Linked DNA regions of Rattus norvegicus: region 2 is linked to region 1. A link is a contact called in public Hi-C data. All regions are on one chromosome and are shown on one strand. Each heading gives the region's core, a stretch centred on a gene start, on an enhancer-like site or on the middle of the called end of the contact. The rest is flanking DNA. Distances are from core to core; before and after follow the strand shown.

Evidence for each region. A called contact is a pair of places that touch in the nucleus more often than the background predicts.
Region 2: a contact with region 1 is called in a Hi-C map of mammary epithelial cells, with 2.5 times the contacts expected there. The contact joins the promoter of Mtmr10 here to the promoter of Klf13 in region 1. A contact is called at or near these places in 2 of 12 Hi-C or Micro-C datasets (Schwann cells and mammary epithelial cells).

What each region holds. Positions count from the first base shown.
Region 1 is chr1:126,946,704-126,950,662 of GRCr8, reverse strand. It overlaps Klf13 (KLF transcription factor 13), which reads left to right and starts at 2,227. Exons shown (of 2, transcript NM_001109147.1): 1 at 2,227-2,427. The coding sequence starts at 2,322.
Region 2 is chr1:127,269,263-127,272,985 of GRCr8, reverse strand. Mtmr10 (myotubularin related protein 10) reads right to left here and starts at 1,847. Exons shown (of 16, transcript NM_001100846.1): 1 at 1,777-1,847; 2 at 1,225-1,285. The coding sequence starts at 1,836.

The sequences.
Region 1 (3,959 bases), core at 978-3,477:
TGGCCAGCAGTCACATGAAGATGTGTTGGCTGTGGTGTCCAGTCCTTAGCAGGCTCTCCCTTGTCTTGCCCGTGCCTCTCCAGTTTCCTTGCACTCAGCACCCCATCCCACCACCTTGGTTTGCTTAGTGGTGATGGTGCCTACATGTTTCTCCCATGCTCCTCTCCTACCAGGTTTGCTGAGTGACCTGCAACTCGTAGGTGACCTTTGGGACCCTCAGATTGCCTCAGGCTCTCTGAGGTTCTCAGGAAGATTTTCTCTGATCTGCTGTTTTTGACTATCAGCCCATGGCAGCACCTGGGACACAAAGGGACTTTGAGCTGTCATCTTTTCTAGAGTGCCCCCTTTGCTACTTGGCCTGACACAACCCATGGTGTCTTCTGTGCGAGCGTGGGGCTCTGCAGAATGTCCATATGTCAAGGCTGTGTGCCTGCCAGACTTCGTGGAGGGATGTGGCTCTCTCAAATAGAACAGTCAGGGTGTTACCCGCACTGGCACGGTTCTGCCATGTTAGCAGTCAGAAAGCTGGTTTTCCTAAACTGCCAGGCCTGCAAGACAAGGTTCTGGTACGGCCTGTCCCATGGAGAGACTTCATGCTTTGGATAATTGTATCACTCTTAAGTTCACACTCTAGCTTTTGAGAAACTTCAGTCTTTATTTTCCTGTCCCCATAGAGATTGAATCCCCAGTTTTATATATGCTAGGCAAGTACTTTTTCCACTGAGCCCCAGCAGTTTTTCTCCATCAGTAATGTCATTAAGTTGCCTAGGCTCTGCTGGAACTTGGGGTTCTCCTGCCCCAGCCTCTCAAAGAGCTAGAATTATAGGCCTTCACTCCCACATCTGTCTCTTAGCCTGAATTATGATCCAGAGTTTCAAACTCATTTGTCCAGTTACTCGTGGAGCTTGGCTTGGAAGAAAGAGTTTACGTGGGTGTGTATGGATGTGTGCCCACATGTACATGTGTGCATATGTGCCTTTGCGTGTACTTTGTACACTATTATATATGAGCCGTTCAGCCGGCACATGGGTCAGTTGCTCCCTTGGATGGAAGTCAGCCGTAAGACGCCCTGTAGGTATACAGGCTGCAGCAGGAACGTTTGTCCCTGTGGTACTTGAACCCTTTAGAAAGCCTGATGCCCTGCAAGAGCAGAGCAGGAGGGAGTAGCGTGTCTGGAGGTGCCTGTGCAGACAGGACTGGTCTCCGGATATAGAGGGGACCGGTAGTTGAACAGGAGGGAATTTGCTCTCCTTCAGGCCTCCCCACAGACTAGGAGCCTGGATAGGATCTGAGTGTGGGCATGGGCTGTCCAGCTGAGGGTGCAGTCTGGGCACATCCACCCTTAATTTCTTTCCTCCTTATACTTTGGACTCAAGCTGGTTCTAACTTGCCTTCAGTGGTTTCCAGCCCTCAAGGAACTGGGGCACAGGGGGCTGAAGGAAGGAGAATGTAGGTGCCTCTCCCTTGTGCTATAGGTGTCTATGCTGGGGAGACAGTACACATCCCCGAGGGAAGCTGTGGCTTCCTCCTTCTGCTCTCTGGGGACACCCTGGCACCTCTCCTGTGTGGTGTTGGGGAGGAGGTGGCTTGGTTGGCTGTTCCTGGTCCCAGTCAGGATCCTCCTACACAGCAGAACTGGAGGTAAATACTGAGTTGCCTTGACAACCAAGCTGAGTCTAGGCTCCAAGCGCTCCTTGGCTAGAGAAGCTTTCATTGTCTCAAGTTTCTAAGATGGGTTTCTATTTTGATTTTTTTTTTTTAATTAGCTAGTATGACTAAGATTGCAAAATGCCTGACCTGGTTCCCGTAATTTCTTAATAAACATTTATATTCCATTTATAGGAGGAACATTTCTATGATTCATTGACTTTTTCTTTTAGGTTGGTGAGGCAGGGTGGGGGCAGCACAGAGGGCACCCCACTGCCGACAGCTGGCACAGCGTAGGTTTTGGAGCACTGGCTGAGGGCCAGAGGCTGGGAGCGCTTACGTAAACACCACACCAGGATTTATTGGCTTTGAGGCTGATTAAGTTCCATGGAAAATTTTGGGGAGCTGCTTCTCTTCTCCTGGAGTGCTCAGATGCCCATAAGTGGAGCTTCCAGAGCCCCCGGGGCCACCTACCTTCCTGCCCAAAGCCAGTCTTCCTGGAGGAGTCTAGGGTGTGAACTAGCTTTACACCTCAGCCATGCCAGTGAGGATTATGTCTGCTATTAAGCTCCGACTGCTTCTTGCAGGCAGCCTGGGTCAGCCGCACCTGGCCGGGCTCTCCTGTCCATACGCCTGGCTGTTGATGGGAATGTCCCTGTGGGAATGGCCAGCCCATGAGTGGACACAACAGTACATTCCCAGGGACTCCTGGTTTGCCAGGGTCTCTACTCTGTCTCACTGTCGGTCACTTTATATATCCTTGCCCCAACAGAGAGCCTGGTGAGTAAGCAGGGAAGCTGGTTCGTCCATTTTCTGACCAGTACTGCTGGTCTAGGTCACCTGGTAGATAGTTTATTCGCTGAGGCTCCCCCCTTATGGTCCTGCAGGGTCAGTCTCGTGGTTTATGCATGTCAAGGGGGCTGGATTGTTTTATGGACTGTTTATTCTGTTTTCAGTGTGGACCTGCCAGGAAGGCAACTCTCTGCAGTTGCCGTGTGTGGCAGGCCCCCAGTCCAGCACCAAAGGAATGTCCAGATTTGCTGTACTGATTTCAGATTCAGGGCTGGTTTTGCTTCCCTCAGTCTAAACATTCCAGCTCTGCCTGCTTTCACTAGGGAGCAGCAGCTGGTCCTCAGCAAGAGGCCTGGCCTAGCCCCTGAGTAGAGGGCTGTCTGGTGTCCCCATCACTGAATGCCTTCCCACCCCTCCTCTGTGTAACTTAGATGCCATCCTCCTAATATGACCGAGGGTCACCTCTTCAAGGATGTTTGCAGAATTGAGGCTTTCGTTCTTTTGTTTTTCAGAATTTTATTTCATAGTGTTAAAAAAAAAAAAAAACAACTAGAGTTTTTAACATTGCGTTGAGGGGTGGGGAAGGGCCCGAGACCTGCGTGTTGTCTGTAAGGCTCAGTGGTGTTGCTGTCTCCGTCCTTGGCCAGTTGTGTGAGGTTTGGCTTCATAGATGGTGTGTTTTAGCACCCTTCTTTAAAAACCTCTCGGTGTTTCATTTTTTAAAAGCTGCTTTTACAGTTACTCGTGTGTGTGTGTGTGTGTGTGTGTGTGTGTGTGTGTGTGTATGCGTGTGCATGCGCGCACTCGTGCACGCACAGTGCACGTCTCACAGCATACACATGAAGGTCAGGGGATAGCCTGGGGGAGTCAGTTCTCTCTACCATGTGGGTTCCAGAAATCAAACTCGACTTACCAGGCTTGGCAATGGGTGTCCTTACCCATTGTGCCATTTTGCTTTGAGGAACGCATTCTATTTGGCAATGCCTTATTGTGTAAACAAAGATAATACAGCTTGTTAGTAAGGAGGCTTGGCCTTGAAGTACAAGTGGGCAGCACACCACCATGCATTCTCATCCTTAGTTCTGGTCTGTCTGGTCAAGATGACCTCTGAAGAGCAGAAGAGAAAATGACTCAAGCATCCAAGAGGGTTTGTGCAGCCCCCCCCCCCCATTCCATCACCCCCTTTTGTGTGTGGGTGTAGCCTGATAAAACAGAATTTCATGTACTGAAGGAGTTTTTTTGGCTTTTGGTTTGTGTGTGTGTGTGTTTTCAAATCAGGGTTTCTGAGTGTAACCAGCCGTAGCTGTCCAGGACTTCCTTTGTAGACCTGGCTGGCCTTGAACTCAGTAATCTGTCTCTGCTTCGGAGTGCTAGGACTAAAGGTATGCATCACCACGCCCTGAATTGTCCAGAAATTTTTAATGCGTGTAAGTATTTTGCCTGTAAGTTCACCATAGGAGTGCAGTACCTTTGGAGACCAAAAGAGGGCTTCAGATTCCCCTAGATCTGGAGCTACAGAC
Region 2 (3,723 bases), core at 598-3,097, 320 kb before region 1:
TCACTCTCAGAACGGCAGAAAGGGTTCGTTAGTCAATGCCGAGAGAAAGACCAACAAAGGCCAGAAAAAATATAACTCTCGTAGTCTAAAAGAACTTTTAAGAATTGGCATCTACCGTACGGAACCAAAGGCTGACACTTTAATCATCTCTATTTACTACACATTTTAAGTTTCCACATTTGTTGTTACTATCAATGAAGTCTTAACTCTCTTATTTAAGTAATGGTTTTGAGATTTCTTTTTTCTGACATAGAAAACTGGTATTGATCACAATTTAAGCTTAAGATAGATAGCCCTCCCTGAATGTCTGGCTATTTGCCCCAGTAACCTTATTAAAAAACTGATTTTTCTTTAGTTATTGTGTAATTGCTACACAATTCAAAAATAGTAACCAAATAATAGTTTTTCCACATTGTAAAATGGTTTACTATGAATCCCAACTTCTATTTGTAAGGTCTCTAAGGTAAATGTGTTCTTAACAAGTGATTTCCAACCTGAGAATGACCCTAAGAGGCACACACACACACACACACACACACACACACACACAGAGAGAGAGAGAGAGAGAGAGAGAGAGAGAGAGAGAGAGAGAGAGAGAGCAATGCCTGGAGACATTCTGGTTGTACCTAGGACATGACAGCTAGTTAGCAGAAGACGGGGTACTACTGTCATGGAACAGATAGAGACCAAGGATGTAGGGGTGGCTGTCAGCTCAGGACAGCTCCTCACACAACAAAGAATTGCCCAGCCTGAAAGGTCAATAGTGTCCCTACTGGGAAACAAAGTTCTAAACTGAAACAAGCAAATTTGCAGACAGCTGACAACTTCACAAACCAATTACAGAGTAAGTCAATTACCTTAGAGACACAATCATGCTTTTCATACTATCATAACACATTAAGATGATGATTTGATTATTAATCACGATTTCATTAGGTGGCAGCACATATGTAGAGCAAAAGAATTTTCACGACTCAAGTAGATGCTTCTTTCAAAGCTAACATTTCAGAAGACAGAAAAGAAATAAGATGGTCACGCTCTTGAAAGTCTTCTATTGTACTTTAAACTTTCCGAGACAAACATCAATTATGTCTAGCCAACTCCTTCTCTACTCACTTAAGTTTTTTAACTGGAGAAAGTTAAAAATAATAGAAAGGGAAAGATAACTACATAATACTATAACGTACAATCTCAGTCTGTACACATTCAAATTCTGAAATTTACCTGGCAAAAGAACTGGCTCCAGTTTTTTAATCTTCGGTTCGGAACTGATCTTATCGTCAGTCTGAAATACAGGAACAAAATAAAGAGAAATCCAAATACCGCCCTGTCACAAGATACCAAGGCAAATTTTCTAAGTGATGACACATGCGACAGACATATATCCCCTACTTAAAACTCTCTCAAGTCCAAATAGAGATCGTTTTAAGATCTACTCATCGACTTGAGAGCCTCACAATAAACATATTTACAACAGCCCAAGCCGCTTTCAAGAATTCACAGCTACTAGACAGGTAAGCTCTGCGAGGTGTCCACAGCGCTGCAACCATCTGGCAGTCACAGCAGGGTCGGTGCCCAGCCCCGAAGGAAGGAATGAAATGCAGCTCGGGACCGTCCCTACGATCTCGTCCCAAGGCAAGACTAGGGACCGCAGGACTTCGGCCAGAGAATGGCCGCCGCCGAACTCTACAAGTTTCTACTGCGCCCGTGGCTGCCCGGAGGCGCGCTTGGCTCCGGTCTAAGTCCCGAGCAGCCCGCGGAGCCGCGAGCGCTTACCTGGGGCGGCGGCAGGAGGTAGGACCTGAAGCTGGGTCTGGGCGGCTTGAGAGAGAACATGGTGCCACCGCCTGTGCGTCCCGGCCCTATGGCCGGCCAGATGCCTCCCGGTTCAGCGTTCCCGGTGCAGCTGCCCAGGCCGGGTCTGTGGCCCGCCCCACCGGGCGGACTGACGGGCGGGGACCGATGAAGAGGAGTGCCCGCCCGAGATGGGCGGAGCTGGGCAGAGCCACTCCCATCCCCGGAAGCGGCGCGCGGAGTTGTCTCTAGGCCGCACTGTCGCGGAGCGCGACGCTAGAGTGGGGTGCCACGGGGCCCCCGAGAGGCCATCTTGAGAACGCGCTTCTACGGAGGCCCGCAGGGGTCATGGCGGCTTTCACGGTCCTACTGCGACTCACGAGGGTCATGCCGCCCACGCGAAGCTGCAGTGGCCCATAGTGGGCAGTGTGCATTGTAACTGCTGTCCCAGTACCCCAGTCCTCAAGGAATCTGAGATGGCTGAAATAGTGTTAGTCATCCCTCCTGAGCTACTAGCATGGTGTGTGTGTTTGTGTGTGTGTGTGTGTGTGTGTGTGTGTGTGTGTGTGTGTGTGTGTGTGTGTGTGTTATTCTTGTTCTTGTTGTTCACCTAACTACTGGTTTCCTTGAGGTGCTTGAGACTTGACTTGTGCTGAGTGGCCAGTGGCTAGCAAACCAGAATCCCCAATTTAGTTTACTGATTTTATTCTTCTCGTTAAACTTTAAGTGAAACGGGATATTAAGCAAGTTGTCTTCTCCCCCCTCCCCGTTTCCATCCTCATATATAAAGATGTTATTTAACAGCTAAGTCATCAGAATCCAAGAGAGAGAAGACCCCCACCGCTGGTGGAGACTATACACTCAAGTCTCAAACCCTGGGACTAATACCTCAGGTGACTATTTAACACAGCCAGGTTCTTTCAACATCTCTCAGTCCCTACCTTTTATGGGACTTCCTGTTAGGGTTAGTATGCCCAACGCTCTACCCTTGAACTCTCCAACCCAGGGACTGGGCTGCCTTTCCCCTAGAGGCTCTTCCCTATAGAATCCAGCCGTTTTGGTTACCTGACCTTTTTTTATCTCTTGCCCTCTTGGCTGCTGCATCTATTTCCTGGCTGTCCTCACTCCCTTCCTATACCTGTTCTCACATAGCTCCTGGTCAAGCCTGCTCTGGACTCTGCCGGATTTCTCTGCCTCTGGTTATGTTCTCCCTTTTACCTACAATAAACTTTCTCCTCCACCATACCAGAGAGTAGCCATGTCCTTTCTCTTTCTCCCCCCCCCCCCCAATTCATACACTAGGTTGTGGAAATGAGAATCTGCTGCTTAGTCGAAAAGAGCAGCCCAACTTCAGCATAGTATAGGGTGTGTCTAGATTTATTGTGCCTCTGAATTGAAATAGCCTCCGAATTGAAGAAATGTTTTGTGAGAGGGAGCCAGTGGTATTCCATGCCCCTATACGTTGAAAAATAATGGTTAAAACTCAACATTGTATCACGAATGTCAAAGGGAAACTGATGTAAGCCCAGAAAGCACAGTCATCATGCAGACAAGTGTACTCATGACACTAAGTGTGTGTGTGTGTGTTATATTCCAGCTTGTCCTAGATTCAGAGCAAGCCCTGAATCTTTTCTGACTAATCTGTTTATAACACTTGACTACTTTGACAAGTAAATTCGATTAAAGTACTCATGAATAAACACTGCTACATATTTAACTTTTATAGCTATTCTGTTACTTTTCTACCTGAAATTGATTTACCCCCTAATAGTCTTCAAACAGTTGTGCTCTCTTGGGGTGGGGGGCATATTTTCTTAGAATCTGTATCTTTTATGCATGCCAGCAAAAACTGAAATGTGGGAGAACTCCAGATTTGTTTTCTTTCTGGATACTTTTTAAATAACATATTCTGCATATCCAGTTGTATTA